Regions from separate parts of the Mus musculus genome. Here region 2 is linked to region 1. A link is a contact called in public Hi-C data. All regions are on one chromosome and are shown on one strand. The core of a region is the stretch at or near the end of the contact, and the rest is flanking DNA. Distances in the headings are between cores, read along the strand shown.

Region 1 (3,117 bases), core at 580-3,079:
CTTACTCCTTTAAGGAAACCTAATAAAACTCAATTGGACTTTGTTCATATTCAGACTTTGATTTGTTGTGGGTTCCTATGTGGGGTGGCTAGATGTATGTGTTGTGTCTACCTAGGAAAATTTGTCACACAACAGGAAAAATAAAGAAAAACTGTCATTAGAAAATAGCAGATGCTTCCACTTATTTCAGAAGTATTGCTATAGAACAAGTCTAGACTCTGCCTTCAACCACATGTAATTCTGTGATGAGAACTATCATTCCACAGTAGTACTCCTCAAAACCTAGAGGATGACCTTGAAGGAAGTAGAACAATCCTGCCATGGGGTGGACTGTGGGGAGCCGCACTCAACATTTGCCATTACAAGATGGCGCTGACAGCTGTGTTCTAAGTAGTAAATAATCTGCACATGTGCAGGGGCAGTTTTCCCGCCATGTGCTCTGCCTTTCTCGTGATGACAACTGGGCCGATGGGCTGCAGCCAATCAGGGAATGACATGTCCTAGGCGGAAGATAATTCTCCTTAAAAGGGACGGGGTTCTGGCACTCCCTCTCTTCGTCTCTTCTCTCTTCGTCTCTTTCTCTTCGTCTTTTCCTCTGCTCTCTTCCTCTGCTCTCTGCCTCTCTCCCTCTCTGCCCCTCTCTCTGCGTCTCTCTCTGCGTCTCTCTCTCTTTTCCTCTCTGCTTCTCTCTGCCGCACTCTTCCTCTCTTGCTCCTGAGTAAGCAATAAAGCTTTGCCGCAGAAGATTCTGGTTTGTTGCATCTTTCCTGGCCAGTTGCGAACGTGCGTAAGAGTGGACTCTGGAAGCAGACTGCTGGAGTTCAGATGTCACCATGACCACATTCTGTTTGCCCTTGGCAAACTAACTTTTCTCTTAGTCTTGATGTGTGTAACATGAAGCCTGGGTCACTGATTCCATTCCAACTCAAGGTCCATCAAGACATTGTGTAAGTACAGACAACAGAGCCTCAGGAAGATGTCAAGCTAGTAGGAAGTGCTCTGCCAGTATAGTCTGTGCCAAGCCCATCTTTCCCAGGCCTCTCTCTAAATATGCCACAGCCAGTTCTAATATTAAAAGTGACCTATACACAGTGCTGGTCCAGTCTCCCACCTCCTACTCTCAAGCTCCTTTGCACAAGCACATTAAAAACAGAGTGGAACAAATCACACTGAGTTCAAGTGGCAAAATATGAGAGGCGGGTGGGGGTGGGGTGGGATGGGGCGTGGCTCCCTAGGAAAGGCTATCCTCAAAACCACTAGACTGCCTGGACCTTCTCATTGGTTAGTCCAATGACCTGTAAGTCCTAAGTACACATGCATTGGCTAGAGCCTCTCTAAAATCCTGGAATTCCAGCACATACCTTCTAATACCTGAAGTGGAGACTAGCATGGGTGGAGGGGTATTAGACACGGGCATGGGCTCCATTAGGGTTGCTCTGTCTGTGCTCTTCTCAAGCTTGAAGGCCAATAGTACAAAAGGCCAGAAATTTACATCTTCCACTACCACTAAGGATATTTTCCCTCTACCCAGTGTACTGTGTGATCGACCTTTGCTGGCAAGAAGGTAAGAACTTAAAATGGCGCGACCAGTCCTAAAACTCCATTAAAATGAAAAAGGAGAGGAAAAAAAAAAGAGGGGTGAGTAAGATCTGGGTAAGCCTCTACAGTTTAGTAAAAGCTTTGAATCACTAATTTTCCCCCTAAAATACTCAGTAATGCATTTACTGTAAAGTTAAGTGAACAGATGCTGAGTGTCTGGGGATGGTGGGAGGAGCTGCACACCATGGCCTCCTGGCCTCTTGCCTAGACTGCCAACCTGCCTGTTGACAGTGGAGTGAAGCTGCACTGGATCTGCTGCCAAAGAAGCAGCCCTGCCTAGGGTGACAGCAGAGAGGATGAGGAGAAAGGGCAGCAGAGGAGGAAAATGCCAATTCATTGCCATCCCTGTACACGGTCTCTGCGATGCTTTGGAATCTCTGCTTCTTGCTCTATCTTTCCCACAAGACTCCTGGATCCCAACACACACACACACACACACACACACACACTAGGGAATTACGTAAAAATGTACAGGGCAAAATAAGGTGTCGAGAAAGAAAACAAGGAAACAGAAGTCATTCCCCATCCTGGGTCTCTGAGTTTCAGCTGGGTCCTGGAATCACAGTGGCCCTGAAGCTTCTGCCGGCTCAGCACCAATGCAGACTCTCCCGAAGCCCTTTCCTGCAGACACTCACTCGCAGGTCTCTAGGAGATGAGTTTAGCTCTGCCAGGGCTCAGGCTAATGAGGGTTCCAAGGAACTTTCTTACATCAGCTTTAAGTGAAGAGTCCCTGTTTTTCTTTAGAGTCAATTCTGACTCACTTGCTCAGGAACCTGTCATTCTCCACCACACATATATGTTTCCTGTCTCTGTTACCTCTAGGCTTATAGATTACTAGTGTGTGACAGTGCATTTTTCTACCACTGAGAAGACACAGTAAACCCTATGAGGAGCTCCTCAGATTTCTACAAGTTTCTAAATCACCCACAGAGCCCTGGATGTCCCCATCATGTTGGGAATACATAACACAGAGACAATTGTTTTCATGTTTGAGATTTTGATTATGACCAGCCACACTTAAGAAATAGTAAAAGAGGAGAGAGCAGAGCTGAGTGCAGACTGCCCCTGAAATTCAGAGGTCCTGGTGTTATGCCTGGTCCTGTCCACGGTCCCTAAGATGCATTTGCATACTTGGGGTACTTTGGGCTCTGTGTCTATGTCCTTTACAAAGCAGCTACCACTGTCCCTAATTCCCCACAGACTCTGCCTCCTGACTCTCTTCAGATGACACTTGAGAGACAACAGGAAAAGGCTTCTCCTGTCCTAAAACTTCACCCTCCCTGGACACACCCTCCAGATCCTGAGCCAAGCTGAGCTGAGCATTTTCTATTTCCTTGCTCTGACATCGTTCAGACCTGAGAGTTTCCACAGCTTCCCCCGAACTGGCATGCCACGAGTTCAATGTCCAATTCTCTAGGTTACAACTCTACGTGCTTCCCTAGGTCAAAACAAACAAAACCGGCTCCCTTGAAAAATCCAGTGACCTCATTTTGGGCAGAAAGTGCAGAGCACCTAAGG
Region 2 (2,713 bases), core at 187-2,686, 76 kb after region 1:
TGACAGATCACTACATTTTCAGTCATAGCTGGATCACTAGTCTGGTGACTCAGAATCGCATGGAAAAGGTAGCAATCCAACATGATCTCTTACTCAAAAGAACAACACTTACCATGAAGAAAAAAAAGTCACTTAATCCAATGAAGCTGAAAACACAATGTCACCAGATACAGAATTCAGATGCATATAAACTGGTCACTCTGATTTGCTAAGATTAGCACCCTTTAATAACAACAAAAGGAGAACCAAAAGGAGAGATTTCTACAAAGCAACCATTTTTTTAAATTAGGATTTTTTTCAGTAAAAGAGAAAATATTAATTTATGAGAGATTATTTTTAAAGTTTACAGAAAATATCACAATCAGCTTTCTTCTACATTATAAAAAAATTAATACTAGAAAGAGATGTTTGAAATTATTTATTTCCTTGAAAAAAAATAAACCAGTTGGAATTCATAAATATGCATGGCTGTATATGCAATACTGTACCCTAAACACATAAAGGTACAATTAAAGATAGTTTAGCAATTGTTTATTTAAAGGCTATTTGGATCAACAGAGTGATCTTTTTTGACTGACAGCCAGTACTCCAAAGTCCCTCCTTCACGCTCACAAGTACCTTCAAATCCTTGTCCTGAATATTTTTTTGTCTAACTCAAGATAGACTTTCACATCTTTTGATGAGATTTTGAGAAGTTGGGGGTGGGGGCTTTATAATATAGAAAAATCAAAGGATAAAACATGATTTATAATATAGACTCTAAATTGTGAGTTTCAGGACAGATAGAGGGAAGCAAACAGGCAACTTTAACATGTAAAGTTACATGTATGAGGTAATTTTTTAATAGTTTGAAGTGCTCTGCCAGGGCCAGCATATACATCACATATTCTCCCATTTGTGAGCAGTGGTCATTTGTGTTGCACACACAACAGGAACACTTTGTATTCAGCCACTCAAACCTCTCTAATATCATGCTTAACACACTTCCTGATGTCAGACAACAGAATAGAAACTGGAGGCAGAAACAGCTGGAGCCACTGGCTCTAGGGGCCTGGGGTGAGCTCAGATCATCCTGGTACTGAGTCGGCTTTTGGTCTTTCCATGTCAGACAACAGAGCCATGCTTCATGTTGGTGTCAATATAAACTATTTTTCAGAACTACAAAGCCAAACACCCCTGAGAAACTGAAAGGAAAGATACTTTAGGGAAAACGCAATAGGTACATTAAAAATATATATTTATATTTCTGGACAACAGAACTATAAATCAATCCCTTATGTATTTCCACCCTTCCCCCAAATGACTAAATAAATCATGCTCATTGTATGGTTTCCCCCTATTGTCGCCATCAACATCAAGGACTTTTCCCTTCTGGGCTAACTGTAATGGTAAGTTGGTCTAATCTAACTTCTTAAACATGGCGTGGACTGCAACTGGCCAGTGGTTGGTTTCACTTTCAGCTCTCATATCATTCCAGCTCTTTTCAGAGAAACCATGGCAGGAAGACCCAGGAAGCATTCTTTTGTATTATTTCCCAGCATTATTTTCCAAAAAAATCCATCTTGTAATTAATTTAAACACTCTCCTATGTTGAGCTCAGCTTAAAGAAAATTGCATAGGCTCAGTTGCACACAAAATAAAAGTACTACATTCTTTGACAGAGAAATAATTCACTTTTGGCGATCCCTTTATTGTTGCTATCTTTAGCTTCTATGGGGACTTATGTGAAAAAAAAATCCAGCGTGCACTTGGAATTCCACATCAAGGTTCTGCATTCCTGTTTATGTTAAGAGTTCCAAGAATGATCACGTGTGCACGCTGGCCCCCCTTGGGCAGGGCTAGCATGAAAGGCCGTTCAACCACGTTGTTTAATTGTATATAGTCCAGCACTAGGCAACTCTCCAAACCTTACTGTAAACATTGTGCAAGGTCTGTGAGTTCTGCTACACAATGGAGTTCGGGCTTTGTACAGTTAACTTCAAGTGGCAGTTCACTTCTCTTCAGGGTTTTAGACCCCGTTAGCCATCACCAGTACACACTGCTTTGCCACAAACCAGCTGGCATTTAGGAAATCAGAAACTTAGAAATTGATGCTCTGCTCCAAGGGTATCATTCCCCCCCATCCCCCACACCCCAAGTGCACCGACTTGGCACAGGATTTAGGGTTTAGTTTCAAAGCTAAAGGGGAAGGCAATCTATCACAGATTCTCCTGTTAAGGTTGGAAACAGAACAGAGCCGAATGAGGAATTCTGAACACTGGCCGCCCAAGATGGAATTAAGTGTACTGGCTATAATGTCAGAGCAACCTCAAGATTTTGTTAATTTGATGGAACTATTATTTTAAACTGTTCAAAGAAGAAAGAAAGAAAGAAAGAAAGAAAGAAAGAAAGAAAGAAAGAAAGAAAGAAAGAAAGAAAGAGAAGTCACGTTTCTATACACTGTTGAACTCCACACTGGCTTCTGAGCTTTTGATTAGGAGGGAGAGGAAGGCAGAGAACATAGGGTAAGAGGTAGCACATTCCTACCCTTGAGTTTAGAAGAATGTGCCTCATTTACTGTTCAAAGGACACTGTTTATACATTCCAGACTTCCATCTTATAATTGCGCCAGGATTTGTAAAAAGGAAATCTCAGCAGGGCAGAGAAATTATTCAAAGCAATAGCTGCACATAATTGGTATAAAATACCCGAACAGTCTGCTCTGAAAACTCTC

The links. Hi-C and Micro-C count contacts between places; a contact is called where the count stands out from the background.
Region 2: a Hi-C map of liver shows a contact between it and region 1, with 1.7 times the contacts expected there. The contact joins two enhancer-like sites. A contact is called at or near these places in 3 of 484 Hi-C or Micro-C datasets (liver and nephron progenitors) and 4 of 115 datasets of contacts at active chromatin or transcription factors (bone marrow-derived macrophages, craniofacial prominence, embryonic stem cells and 1 more).

The regions. Positions count from the first base shown.
Region 1 is chr2:60,862,227-60,865,343 of GRCm38.p6, forward strand. The region is part of intron 1 of Rbms1 (RNA binding motif, single stranded interacting protein 1); the gene reads right to left. Among named protein-coding and RNA genes, the nearest start is that of Rbms1, 18 kb to the right of the region's middle. Within about 2 kb of position 1,830, at least 89 of the 459 cell types and tissues checked have an H3K27ac peak or open chromatin away from gene starts, as enhancers often do. A contact at or near this core is called in liver, where this site is marked.
Region 2 is chr2:60,938,710-60,941,422 of GRCm38.p6, forward strand. It overlaps a transcript of Rbms1 not described here. Among named protein-coding and RNA genes, the nearest start is that of Gm33647, 29 kb to the right of the region's middle. Within about 2 kb of position 1,437, at least 99 of the 459 cell types and tissues checked have an H3K27ac peak or open chromatin away from gene starts, as enhancers often do. A contact at or near this core is called in liver, where this site is marked.